Regions from separate parts of the Gossypium arboreum genome. Here region 2 is linked to region 1. The links are chromatin contacts, called in public Hi-C maps. All regions are on one chromosome and are shown on one strand. Each heading gives the region's core, a stretch centred on a gene start, on an enhancer-like site or on the middle of the called end of the contact. The rest is flanking DNA. Distances are from core to core; before and after follow the strand shown. Region 1 holds the start of LOC108485746 (secretory carrier-associated membrane protein-like). Region 2 holds the start of LOC108484558.

What was found. A called contact is a pair of places that touch in the nucleus more often than the background predicts.
Region 2: a Hi-C map of leaf shows a contact between it and region 1, with 3 times the contacts expected there. The contact joins the promoter of LOC108484558 here to the promoter of LOC108485746 in region 1. A contact is called at or near these places in 2 of 5 Hi-C or Micro-C datasets (both in leaf).

The regions. Positions count from the first base shown.
Region 1 is chr6:42,392,896-42,397,179 of ASM2569848v2, reverse strand. LOC108485746 (secretory carrier-associated membrane protein-like) reads left to right here and starts at 2,979. Exons shown (of 12, transcript XM_017789590.2): 1 at 2,979-3,238; 2 at 3,346-3,453; 3 at 3,542-3,604. The coding sequence starts at 3,176.
Region 2 is chr6:42,723,246-42,726,982 of ASM2569848v2, reverse strand. LOC108484558 reads right to left here and starts at 1,660. Exons shown (of 1, transcript XM_017788378.2): 1 at 329-1,660. The coding sequence starts at 1,334. The coding sequence ends at 516.

The DNA of each region.
Region 1 (4,284 bases), core at 1,730-4,229:
AACCACCTACTACCACAAAATTTTGACTTTTGTTTTTCTTTGTATCTATGGCTGGCCAGCCCTATTGAAATGGGTCTATTTGCTCTTTAAAGACCCCTAATTATGATTCTCTAGATATTTAACACCATTTGTTAGAAAAACAAAACTTTTGCCCTTTATGCGATTTAATCCTTTTTCGCAATTAAGCAAGCAATATTTAAAATTAATTCACCAAAACTTTCATGCACTCATATAATCATGTTATAACACATAAAATAATATAAAAAATAATTTCTCCGGCCTCGGATTAGTGGTTCCAAAACCACTGGTCCGACTAGGCCCAAAATCGAGTTGTTACAGTCATTGTTGTTTTCTCCAAGTTTTTGAAAAAAAGCTTAAGTTTTTATTGTCTTGATTTGTGATTAAGTTAATGCCATTTGTGATTGATTATATGTTGTTAATGTGTGTAGATATAAGCATGAATAGTTAAATCATAGGTGGTTGGTTGATGAAAATGTAGGGAAGTTGATTTTTGGGTTTAGGGATTAAATCGTAAAATTTGGACTAAATTGAATAGAATTCAAAACTTAGGATTGACGCCCTTAAGGGAAAATTAAGATAAGTGAGATCGAGAGGAGATCTTATCGAGTACCAATTTGATAATCCTAAATTACTTCGATGAGGTCGAGAGATAAACTAAACTAATTTATTTAACTTGGTAAAATTGAGCCCGAGAGATAAAATTAGACCAATTTAGGAGTATTAGTTATTTAGATCGCTAATTCAAAGGTTAACCAACCGTTGTTTGTTATCATATTTGTTAGATTCATACCTTGCTAGATTTACAATTTAATCCTTTTACATTTCTAGGTAGTTAATTAGTGTAATTAACCCTTTGTATGACTTGTCGTAATATAATTATTTAGTGATTAGTCAACTAGACTCTTTTAATTGCATTTCTGTAGTTTAGAAATCACTTAATCGCCGACTCCTTTGGGTTCAACCTTTGGAATACTTCAGTGTTTCGTTTCATTGGACACTATAATATTACAATTGACATTGTACACTTGCAATTAAAACTGTACTTTAAATTATTTTATAAAATTATTTGTTTTTTGCGCATCCGTGCACGTAATCAATCCCATTGGTGTGTAGATATGCAAACATTAAATTTTGTCCAAATCTAAATTAATATTTTGTGATAAATGCAATTTAACTTAATTTTAATTGTCAAGTTTAAGAATACAAATATTCATAACTTGTTAAATATGTCAGATTAATGTTCATTCAAATTGAGATTTTAGCGTTACATTTTGTAAAAAAAAAAAATTGAAGTGCATGCCTCACTAATTTAACATAACTTTGAGTTAATTGGACATTTGGATGATATTTATTTTACTTTTGGCCCATTCAGTTATTTATTTTATTTCATTTTTTTTATTTATAAAGTATTTCGTTAAAAATATTTTTTAACAAAAATACAAAAAATCAAGATTTTAAAAAAATCAAAAATTGAAAATTTACAATAAAAGCCCAAAACTTCACAAGGTTGACAATTACATCCCAAATTTCAAACAACTGTTGAGACAGGTGGTCTCCTCCAAAAGGCCAGCTACCTGCACAAGGAAATGGCAACAACCGCTTACATTCCTCGGCACCATTCCGCACGAGGCCAGCACAGCACAGCACAGCCATGCCACCGCAGCTCTATGAGGAGCTCATGCTCCTTCTCTCCTAGCTCCTATAGCAGCATCCAAAAATCAAGCAAAAAGAGGTTAGCTGCATTTTTATGAATTCAGAGCAAGAAAAACATTCTTTTTCAGCTTCCCTCAAGATTCAAAACCATCCGACTACACCCTTAACCCACCAAACCGCCCTTAGCACCTCACTAACCCAACTTCATCCCCAAACAACCAAGGCTCCCACCTCCATCACTATCTTCACCACTATCAACTCTCAACTAACCCCTAAACCAAACTTAAACCCTCTCCCACAAGCCTCCAACAACCATTCGGCCACTTCAACTTCACCATCCACAACCCGTTTAGTTAAATCGAAAAAAGGCAGAGAAAAAAACTCATCTTTATTGGACAGCGGTAGTCTCCCTCACGTTCAGGAGGTCCTGTTGCGGTTCCGCAGACGTCGGGCAGTTAAGGATAGCGAATCGACGGTAACCGATCGAGACTCCGACAGCGGTGACGGCGTTGAAATGGAGGCAATATTTCTTAAGGGAAACGGTTTTGTCGTGAAAGAGAAGAAGATAAAAAAGCTTTAGCTGAGACAGGTGGTCTCCTCCAAATGTCCCAAATTTGGGCTGATTTGTTAATGGACTTGGGCGGATATCCTCAAACGGGATTTCCAATAGGAAAATAAGAACTGTGAAGAACCTTCCAAGCCTTCCTTCCTTCTTAAAATATAAAATATATATATATATATATATTCACATTTAAAATCTAATAAAACTTAAATATAATAAAGATTATCAAAGAAAAAATCCAGCAAAAAAAAAGCTAAATCCTTAGATTTTTATGGATTTTATTATTAATTTTAGATTTATTTGAATGATAGATTTTTATTTGTCGAGTTTATAAATGAGTAATTTAAATAATTGATAAATATTTTATCTTTGAGATTGATTTACTATTATTAATTTGATATTTATAAATATATTTATACATTAAAATTTTTTAAAGAATATAGATCAATTTAAAATAGTATACTGAAACAAATCGATACCACAAAGCACAATAAAAAAACACCAAGAGACCAAAACAATGTTGATGGCGTTTTTAGTTTAAAGATAATCCTAACTTAATTTGGTTATTTAGGATTCGAATTTTGTGTGTAGAGGCGTACTGTTTATTTAGATGAAAGAAGATAAAGCATTTATCTTCCTATGAAATAACGTGCTTAGATGTTGTTGTTTACCAGGTCACTCTCCAATAGAAACACTGAACAAGCTATAAAACACTGAGTTTCTTCGATGAATCCGAAAGTTAAGACAAGAGTAGTTTATATATACCATGTTGCCGTCCTTCTCTTCTCGTCTCTCAAATTCCTTTTCGCCTTGGCTTCAACGCAATGGTACATCCCAACAAAGACAAACTTTGTAAATTCTTTCTCTCTCTATATAACACCACTTCTCCCTCGGTAAACAAAATGTCGTCTTCACATCCCAAGAACAAGAAAAGGAACCATGGCTGGTTACCGCGATAGGAACCCTTTTGACGAAGAAGAAGATCAAGTTAATCCTTTTTCCGTGAGTTTCATATCTCTCCATCCACTCTATATTTATAATTTATCCTATACACATATATATAGAATCTGTACGTAGTTTATGAGTTTGGATAATTGGTAAACATGCAGAACCCTTCACAATATTCGCACTCAAGGCTTCCAGCTCTTCCTCCTGAACCTGTCAGCTACAATTATGATCGCAATCCAGTCATTGAGATCAATCTTGATAATCCCACGGTAATTTCAAACCCACTTTTCTGGATGTTGTCCAACTCATCACATCAGCTTTTTTCTGACTATATGTATTATGATGCTTGAAATGTAGAATTTGAAGCAGAAAGAGAGAGAACTCCAGGCCAAGGAAGCTGAACTTAGAAGGAGGGAAGAGGTAATACATCTTTACAAACATGTTAAAAACTTGGCCAAATTATGTTTTTATTCCTTGTACTATCACTTCATAATTTTGCTTTAAATTGACTTTTTTTCCTTACTGTTATTACTTGTTAGTAAGAGAGATTAGTCCAAATCATGTTAATGCGTTAAAATGAAAAAGTAAGAATTGAATCCTATACTACTATCAAATCAGAATTTTAACTTCCCATGGATTCCACCGTACACTCAGTGTGAGATGTCAATCTTACCCACAAATAGCATCCTCCTTAGTCTTGTAGTTGTTAGGTGAAAGTAAGAGTTCAAATCCCATCAAGAGCAAATGTTGAGTTCTCCTTCACTCACCCCTCTAAACTCACTATTCCTTGAACTCCAGGCTCCAGCAGAGTCATTTTGAAACAAATTCGAGAGATAAAACTTAAGTATAAAATCAAACATAGACATTCCGGCTCGAACTTGTGGAAGAGATCTGTTAGCCGTCACCCTGGTGGACAATATTTCACAAAGTCTCTCCGAACGTTCAAAATCCCATCAACAACACTGTTTATTAATTATATAATGAAAAGTCAAAGCGTATACTATTCATAGTCACCATATTCATGTATGTATGTATATATCTTACGCAATGGCCTTTAGCAGTAGATGAATCATTGAATTGCCCTTGTTCGTAATTCTTAC
Region 2 (3,737 bases), core at 411-2,910, 330 kb before region 1:
AATCCACCGTGAACCAACCTATATGGGGGCTAGCTGCATGAAGAACCCATGCATTCTCCTTATGGTCTGGTCTTTGTGAGAATCCTAAAAGGAGTTCCAGGTATAGTAGTAGGCAGCTCAAGATCTAGTTTCAAAGACATAATTACGCATCTCAATCATATGATTAATCTCTAAAGATAAAACTTTTTTGTTCTTAAAGTTGTCTCAATGTGAACTCCTTTAACCATACCAAAAACCCAATAGAAGCCTCAAGTTCTTGGATAAAGAAAGATGGAAAAGGAGCAATCATTTTGTACCAAATTGAATCATATTTTGCAGAAAACACATGTTTTTCCACACCAACATGTCAAGTTAAAGGCATTCAATTTCATACGTTCTTAAATACAACCAAAATCTCCCATTGCATTGCAGTCCGGATTGACATTTGCATTGAATCAGTATTCACAAACAAAACAAAAACAATAAGAGAAATTACAATATATGAACTCTAAAGGTACAATATTTTCTTTTAATCCTTAAAGAAAGATGAAACATTCAAGGGAGACAAGAGGATTTTCAAGTGATTCATTTGGAGCACTCGTTGTAGCACCATTATTATTGCTGCTTGGCCATTTCCCTTCCATGGTAGTTGTAGTAACGTGTTGTTGTTGCTCTCCTGGGTCACGTCGGACCCTACCAGGAGAATGAATGGTCCTACCTCCGGACGAGCTCCGACCCATTACAGCTCTATTCACCGCAGGTGATCTTGACCTCCTCCCTGAACTCTCACCCGGATCCTTCCTTGGCGGATCGGGTCTTGACCCACGTTTCACTGGGGATCCCCCCTTACTTTGAACCAACCTCACTGATGATCCCCCGTTCACGACCCCATTTCTTTTGTTAGGTGATTGATCAAGCTTCCGACCCACGACACGGTTCCTTGACCCGGGTCTTGCCGAAGATCTGAACACCTTTAGCTGCCTCACTTCATCTTCTTCATCTCTCCTATCAGTAACAGTGGAAAGGCTTTCACTTAAACTCACGCTGCAAATCTCGGAAACCTCTTCCGAAGCTGACTCTTCAAGGACAGGTGATTTTGGTTTGGTCTTGACGTTGAAATTAAGGCTTTCCTTCTCTTGGATCTTGACAAAGACCGGTTTCTCAATCTGGGTTTGCTTGCTCTCTTCTTGTTGTGGGGTAAAGATGGGAGCTTTGGGTTTTGGGGTTTCAGATAAAACTTCCTTCACAGTTTCTTCTTCAGCCGAAGGTGGTGGAGCTTTGGATTCAACACCCACTTGCAAATGTGATTCCTTCGCACGAAGGGAACCTGTGTTGGTGCTTACACAGCAACCCATTTGAGGAAATGGAATCTACAGATTGACTCAGAAACAAAGTGCCATTGTTGAGTTTTAAGTTCAGCAATGATCTGTTGGTAAGTAGATTAAGTATTTCCCGGCTTTAGACTCGATGAAGAAAGTCTCCACTCCCCATAACGGAGGCGTAACCTCAATGGAGTGCATTTTATTCTTAGGTAACATATTTCTATTTATCTAAATGACCTTCATATTTCGTCGTTTTTCATTCAAGTCCCTTTGAGCTGCATATGTCTCGTGATTTGTGGAATTTTTAAGGAGCGGCGCATGTTCTAGTCGTCTAGAAGAGGAGGTGGGGGGATTATTGGTATGTCTTTTTACAGTCCCTCGGTACATGTGATGTCTAAATCTAACCAGAATGGGCGGTCGATGTGGGACCACTGTTAGGGTTAATTGAACGGTTGTGATTGGGTTTATGGTTTGTGGTCGAACACTTGACCCACAACTTTCATGGATTTACATGGAAATGATCTGTTCTTAAACGTATGAAATAATCAGTAAGATTAGGAAAAAGTTGTTAAATTGTCTCAATATTTGGAACAAAAACACTAGCCCTTGCCTAATAATTTGAGACCCTACCTATGATGGAATCTTGGACTGGTAAAGTTGCATATGCCACATCTAATCAACCCTTAGATTTTGCGATACAAGTTGATTTATGCCAAGTAACATGACAAACACAAACTTAAAAAACAAAGAGAGATGCTGCTTATGAGCAGTGACCGCATCTACTTTTCTTTAGCCATCTGTATCAACAGTCAATAGGAAAGCCAATCTCATTATTTCAATTTAAGTTATATTTATTTAATTTTATAAATACTGAATTTGATGGACTATCAAACATATATAGCCCATAGTTTGCAACAAACAAGTTTGGATGTAAAGTATACCAGACAAGAAGCTGAATGAGACAAATGTTCCATTTGGGTCTTATCTTATGAGGCCATTTTGGTCTCCATTCATCTTGGGTTTGTGAAGAACCAATAACTGATCCATCCCAATCCAATTTTTGCTGCCCAATGGTTTAAGCTTAGTTGGTCTTTCATTCAATTCCAAACAAAACAATCAGTGGCTTTTCCTACTGTGTACTTCAAAAGAAAAAACCAACCTTCTCAACATAAAAAGATAGCCTTTATTTATAAAGCCACAAACCATGTAATTATTTTCCTTGAACACTCACATTATGTAGAATTTTTACACTTATTTTTCATTGTTTGGGAATTTTATCATATGATTGTAAAATTAAAATTAAAGGGCAATAATTGAAGCTTTAATTGGTGGATGTAACCTCATAGTTATCCCAACATGTATAGTATAGCATAATTTAAGAAATTATAAATGTTTGAAAGAAGGTGGATTTCAACTTTAAAGACAATATTATTAAAAAATAATCACGAATGTAACAAAATAAAGAAATAAAATTTGACAGTTAAGAGGCTAACCTCAGCAAAACCAAAGAAAAAAAAAAGGAAAATGGCATTTGGGAAGTGACCAAGCCATTGGCCGCATTAATTCTCTGTACGCCATGAGTGAGAGGCCTTTGTAAAAATATTGTAGGTTTTTTATTATTTAGAAAAAGATTGTAATTTGTATCTCACATAATATTAAAAAAAGGGTGAAATTATCGTTATTTTTCTAAAATCGTAATGTAAGGAGGAGGAGGAGGTGTCAAACTAGTGTCATATTCTCTCAATCTTCAATCAACACATTTTACACATGTGAAATGGCAATAAATAAATAAAGTACACGTGACCCATCCCACCCACCTAGCCTACCCCCAGCCTCAACCAAATATATAGTTAAATATCTCCACTTCTCCAACTAGTCTTTTGTATATTATTTCTTCATGATAAAACAGCTAATGGCATCCAAATTTGTACTCTAAAACGCACGCTCTCTCATGATTGAGTTAATACTGTGTGATGTATTTGAGAAAGAAAGGAGTTGTGTTAGTAAAGGGTATGAAAAGCGAAGGTGATGAGGAAGAAACTGGTACATTGCATAGGTCCAATAAATTGGGTTTGAGCTATTCTACATTGGTTAAATATAAATTATTAAGAAAGTTTATATATAGCCTTTCTTTTTATTCTCATTGAATAATTGGGCTATAGGCCGAACACATATATTATTGTAGCTTAATTTGTGTTAGTGCCCATGCTAACATGTGTTTTTATCATGCTGTGTGTATTCTCTTTTGAATAAAACTCTTATATTATTTTTCACAAAATAATTTTTTAAAACAATTTTATTTTTCTTCTTTTTTTATTATTACGAAAATCTAAAACATGAGATTTTTTTTACTATTGCGCAGAAATGGTGGATCAGTTACAAAACTAACCCTACGATTTTTACTCTTTTACCCTTGCATATTTACTATTTTACCCT